2 separate regions of the Macaca mulatta genome follow, and region 2 is linked to region 1. A link is a contact called in public Hi-C data. All regions are on one chromosome and are shown on one strand. Each heading gives the region's core, a stretch centred on a gene start, on an enhancer-like site or on the middle of the called end of the contact. The rest is flanking DNA. Distances are from core to core; before and after follow the strand shown.

Region 1 (2,700 bases), core at 30-2,529:
GCCTGCCTCAGCCTCCCAAAGTGCTGGGATTACAGGCGTGAGCCACCGCGCCCGGCCACCAAATCCATTTTGAGGGGCCAGTGACATGTTCTTTCAGAGGGAGATAACCCTACATCACTATTTTTTTCAGAGCCAATGACACCATACCTTAGAACAATTATTGAACAAGTATAACCTTAGATCCATATTTTATAGGAAACTGTGACCTACCCTGCTCCATTCCATTTTTGTTAAAGGAGACACACCAAGCCATGTATTTTAAAACATGGACTATGGACTTGATTTGAAGGATATGCTGACTCCCAATGTCTTTAAGAAGCAGTAACTATTAATTCTCACCATTGGGGGTACAGCTCAACAATATTTAGGGTGGGTAATGATGCCAGGTCTTGGTTTTAATAGGGAAGGTGATCTGAGTACCAGGTTTGGCAAGCCTGGCCTTATTCTTTGGGGACACAACACAGTAACCTCAAAGCCCTGCTTCTAAGTGATATTCACTCCAAATCCTCATCTTCTGAAGGACAGCGAATGCAGATCCCTCTTTTTCGCGATTGGTCTTATTCTTGTTCTCTTAGGAGACAATAACCCTAAATCCCCATTTGCAAGCGACTGTGACCTCTGATCCAATATTATAATGAGTAGCAACGTCAGATACCTGTTCTTAAGGCTCAAGGACCCAAGATCTCAATAATGAAAGAACAGGGACTTGTAACCCCTGTTTCTTTGAGTGTTAGTAATTCTGATCCAAGAGTAATTCTGATCTCCAAGAGATGGTAACCCCAAGACCCCTTTTCCTGGGAGGAAGAGGGCTCAGATCCCCGATTTGGGGAGGCATAGTGACCTCTGGCTCCTACCTAAGCATATGAAAGAACCTGATGGATGTCTGAGGAGCTTTGGGAACCCTGATCACCACCCTACACGGGCGCCGCTAGTACTCACGGCCCAGCTTCACCCCGGGCGGCGGGAAGCTAGTGCCTGCGCCGGGGCCTCCGCTGCCTCCGCCGCCGCTGCCGCCGGGTCCACCCCCGGAGCTCGAGGCCCCGACGCCCCCACCCATGGCCCCGACAGATGCCTTTCCGCCGCCGGTGCCGCCTGGGCCGGAGGCCGAGCCTCCGGGGCCGCCGCCGCCGCCTCCGCCTCCGCCGCCTGGCTCCGCGAACGAGCTGGTCCGCGCCCTGCCCGAGCCCCCAGGGCCGCCTCCCGAAGGCCCGCCGCCGCTCATGGCGCCGAGCACAGGCCCAGGCCGCGGGGCTCGGGCTCCCCGGGCTGCCCCAGCCGCCGCCGCTGCCGCCGCCTCCCCCGGGCTCTGGCCTCTTCCAGGCCGCGCCGCTCGGGTTTGGGCTCCGGCTCCGGCCCAGCGCCCGCCGCGGGGCACGCCGGGAGATGCAGTCCGGCTGTCGTCCGCGCCGCCGTCGCCGCCCTCGGCCCGCACAGAGAGCCCCGTGGCACGCCGGGAAATGAAGTCCACAAAAGCCTCAGAGTAGACCGCGGGAATGACGGGTCGCGCTATACGTCGGGAAATGGAGTCCAGGGTAATCTGTCTGCCGACGGTACGACGGGGAGCCCTGAAGTATTTCGGGAAGCAGAGAGCCTGATGCACGCTGGGAAACAGAGTCCACTCACTCAGTTTATTGGCTGTGTGTGCGTCCCAGAGCCCGGTGCGCTCTGGGAAATTGAGTCGGCGCGCGTGAACCTGCGGATCTCGGGCCGTGAAGCAAGCCGGGAAATGGAGTCATCGCCACGCCCTCACCGCATTGCAGGTGTAAAGCGATTCTTAAAGCACGCCGGGAAATGGAGTCCCAGGTGGTTTCTTAAGTCCCAAGTGGATACTGCAATTCCGGAGATGGGAGAGGAAATGGAGTAAATTTCGCGCTTCTCTTCCCAGGTACGCTAGGCCGCAGTCCCTGCCGGGAAGTGTAGTCAACACCAAGGCTTCAGTGCAGTTGCCACAGCGAGCCCTGGTGTGTTCTGGGAAATGGAGTTCAAGGCATCCTCCCCATTGACTGAGGGGGCGGGATCGCCCATGAGCTCCAAGCCTGCTGGGGAATAGTCCAGACCTGACCCTTTGTGAGGCCAGTTTGCGGAGGCTTGTCGGGAAGCGGAGTCCAATGGCCACCATCGGGGGCGTGGAGCGAAAGGTTAGAGACTGCAGTAGTTCCCTGGAGAGACTTAAAAGTGTTTCAGCCCCTCCTTCCTCGCCCCCAGGTTCTTCTTAAAGAAAGAGGCGAGGTCGATCAAGGACTGCTGGAAAATGGAGCCAAGCACCTTTAAGTTCCAGGTGACCATAGATCAAGAAAGAAAAAATGTCCCCTCTCTAACCGCAACTCTGCAAAGAATTCGGGAAACAAAGTTCCCGGCGGTTTCTCCGAACACTAACTAGTCTTCGGATACAGTCTAGCTTTTCCTAGCAATGTGGTTCGCACCAGGAAGCTGAATGGAGCATTAAAAAGACGGAAATAGAATTTCTGGGCCGGGCGCGGTGGCTCAGGCTGGGTGCCGGTGGCTCACGCCTGTGATCCCACCACTTTTGGAGGCCGAGGCGGGCGGATCACCTGGGGTCAGGAGTTCGAGACCAGCCTGGCCAACATGGCGAAACCCCGTCTCTACTAAAAGTACAAAAATTAGCTGGGCGTGGTGGCGGGCGCCTGTAATCCCAGCTACTCAGGAGGCTGAGGCAAGAGAATCGCTTGAACCCGGGAG
Region 2 (3,016 bases), core at 320-2,819, 39 kb after region 1:
GATCTGGCTGTGGGGGGCGGCAGGAAAGAAGCTTCTGTGCCCACCCACGTGCTAGAGGGCATGACCCAGGTCACCCTACCTCCCCCGCTACCCCTTGCCTTTCATTTGATGCCAGCTTCATTGAAACGAGTCTCAGATATAGTGCACCCCAATGGGTAGGGCCTCAGAGACCAGGCAGTACCCACCAACTATGCTTGGGCAGGTGGGGAAAAAGAGGGGCCAGAGGGGTTAAGCCTGGGTCTCCTGACTCCCCAGATCCAGGTACTGCCCACCATAATTTCCATTTTGTCTCAAACAGTGAACCCTATCTCCACCAGCAGGAGCCAGCTCCCTCCTCATCCCTCTGCCAGGCCCAGGGCTGAGCAGTCCTGGGGCAAGTGGGTGAGGAAGGCAGATGTGGATGCAGGCACAGGCAAGGATGAGCCTAGGGAGGTACTGAGTCTGGGGAAGCCAGGGGGCAGGGACAACTCTGGTTCATGGGGGCTGATAAGGGAGGATCAGGTAGGTTTCTCATTGGAGGTGACATTTGAGCTGAAGTATGAGGAATGAGTAGATTTCAGAGTAGTCAAAGAAAGGAAAAGGCAATTCCACCTGAAGCAGCTGCATGAGAAAAGACCAGGAGGAGTGAAAGTGCATGAACTCCGAGTGGCTAGTTGAGGCTGGAGCTGACACCAGAGTCCAGGCTTAGCAGAAGGGTGCTGTGGACGACAGGCCCAGCCTGAATGCCAGGCTGAGAAGCTGGGACTCGGGCCAGTAAAGAGCCAAGAAGGCATTTAGAGCAGGGGAGGGAAAAGGTCGGATCTAGGTGTCAGAGACCCCTGGAGATCGCCCTGGAAAGGCAGGAATTGGGAAGAAGATGGCTTGGAGAAGAGGAGGAGAGGAGGAAGAGCTTGTGAAGTTGCAGGAATGAGTCTTGGTGACTTTGTAGAAGAGACCCCAGCTCCACCAGCTTAGCAGCCCCCAGCACCTGGAACTGCGAGGCGTCAGGCTGCCTCCTGGCGGCAGGCCGCGGCGGGACAGCAGGCGCGCGCATGCGCGGCAGGGGGGGTAGGGGTTGGTACGTCCCGGAGCCCCCGGCGCCCGGGTATTAATGGCTCCATTAGTGGCCGGGAGGGAGGCGCATTAGCGGCGGCGACGGCGTCTGGCTCCCATTACCACCGGCGGCAGCGGCTGCACCGCAGGCGGCTGGACCCTAGCCCGCCGCGCCGCCTCCTCCACCCCCACCCTATCCCCTGTTCCCGCTCCCCACGAGGCACCGGGCAGGGAACTCCCGTCCCCTTTTTTCGGCGGAAAAGCTGATTGTGAAGCCAGATAGATTTGGGTTCAAATCCCAGCTGTGCCACCTCCCGGCTGCAAGATGCTGTCCCCCCACTGAGCCTGTGTCTTGTGAAGTAGTCGGGGAAACCAGGTGCTCTGGGGGTTGCGTAGACGCGGACTGGCACCCAGCGAGGGCCGCGCCCAGCCCCCGCTGGCACCCAGGGGTGCTGGTTCCCGCGCGCCCCTGGGTGCAGGCCTCCTGTGTCGGTCCTCCGTCCTTCCCATTGGTTGCCGTCTCGCCCGCCGACCGCTGATTGGCCGAGGCCTGCTTCCCCGCCCCTGAGCGATTAACCCCTGCGCGGCCGCGTCCTTGGGCTGGGTGGGGGACCCTCCCTCCCACCGCAGACAGCTCGGGTGCCAGCTGGCCGGCGCCCCGCCGTGGCCCGCGTGGGTGTCAGGCCGGCCGGGCACCCGCCCGCCCTCCCTGCACAAAGCGGCTTTGTGGGGCCTGCCTGGGGTTGGCTAGGGGCCAGGCGGCGAGTGGAAAATCTCGTGAGCGCGGGGAGGGAAGGGGAACGCAGGGCGGCGCCCCCTCCTCTGCTCGGGCCTTGGCGCCTCCCTCAGCCCGCGTAGACCAACCCTCCCAGCCCCAGCGCCTGTACACCCCTTCCCCGCCCCCGCACCTTCCCTTCCCCAAACCCACGTCTCTCAACCCCCGACCCCCGCATCCCACCCATCTCCCAATCCTTGGGGACCATCCCCCACACACTCTCCCCTGTCTCTCTTTTCCTCCTGGTCCCCCTGCCTACCCCAGCCCCACTCACACTGACTCACCCCAGCGCTATTTTTAGCCCCCCATCCCTGCCGAGCCGCGCCAGCCCAATCCTGGGCTCGTTCCCCAGGCAACCCTGGCCGTCGCCGACGCCGCCCGGGGTGGGTGGGTGGGTGTGTATGTGGAAAGCGGGTGAGGGGAGCTGGGGACACCAGGGTGGTGAGCTGAGGCGGGGACCTGGGCCTGGAGAGCAGGGTGGGGAGCCGCAGGCGGCCGGCAGGGGTGCGGTGCCTAGCGGGCTCAATAAATGGGCCCCGTGAGTTTAGAGTGCGCCTCTGCCTGTCCCTCAGTCTGTGAGCATCCCTGGCTGCTCGCCCCAGGCCTCTGGGCAGGCCTCAGCCTGTACAGCCCGCCTGGGTGACTGTTGATGTCTTCGTCTGGGTTCCCTGTCCCCAGGCCTGGGTGTGGTGGCACAGTGGGGGCTGTTTAGGGGCAGTCCTTCTGTGGAGTTGGTTAGGGGTTGGTGCAGAGGGTGGCTGCCATCACAGTCCTGCTCAGTACCTTTTTCCAACTAGGGAGGCCTCTGTTAGGGTTGGGGATGGCAAGAGAGAGGGAGCTGTCTAGGGACAGGACCTGCTCCCTCCCCTCTGCTCCTAATCCACCCCCACCCAGGGTTCCTCCACCCTGAACAATAGAAGCTAAGTATAGGGCTGGCCCAGCGCCCAGGGCAGGGGGGCCCTTCCCGCCCGGATTCCCGCCCCTCCCTACCAGGCTAGGCCCCCACTTGGTTGTACCCTGCCCCGAAAGGGGCCTCTTCCCATCTCTCCTCCGTGGGCACTGTGTCTTCTACCAGATGTGCAACCCTCCCAGATGTGTGGGGCCCTCTTTCCCTCCTGTGCCATGCCTGGCTCTTTTTCTGAACCAACAGAAGTGGGGGATCTGGGGGGCAGAGCTCCTCTGAGCTCTGTCCTTGGGCTTTATTGCAGT

The links. A called contact is a pair of places that touch in the nucleus more often than the background predicts.
Region 2: a contact with region 1 is called in a Hi-C map of blood, with 5 times the contacts expected there. The contact joins the enhancer-like site here to the promoter of GSK3A in region 1. A contact is called at or near these places in 5 of 14 Hi-C or Micro-C datasets (CD4 T cells, blood, cortical neurons and 2 more).

The regions. Positions count from the first base shown.
Region 1 is chr19:53,296,824-53,299,523 of T2T-MMU8v2.0, forward strand. It overlaps GSK3A (glycogen synthase kinase 3 alpha), which reads right to left and starts at 1,280. Exons shown (of 11, transcript NM_001266636.2): 1 at 940-1,280. The coding sequence starts at 1,222. All of the region lies in intron 1 of DEDD2 (death effector domain containing 2), which reads right to left.
Region 2 is chr19:53,335,887-53,338,902 of T2T-MMU8v2.0, forward strand. The region is part of intron 2 of CIC (capicua transcriptional repressor); the gene reads left to right. Among named protein-coding and RNA genes, the nearest start is that of CIC, 12 kb to the left of the region's middle. Within about 2 kb of position 1,570, at least 27 of the 40 cell types and tissues checked have an H3K27ac peak or open chromatin away from gene starts, as enhancers often do. A contact at or near this core is called in CD4 T cells, blood and fetal cortex germinal zone, where this site is marked.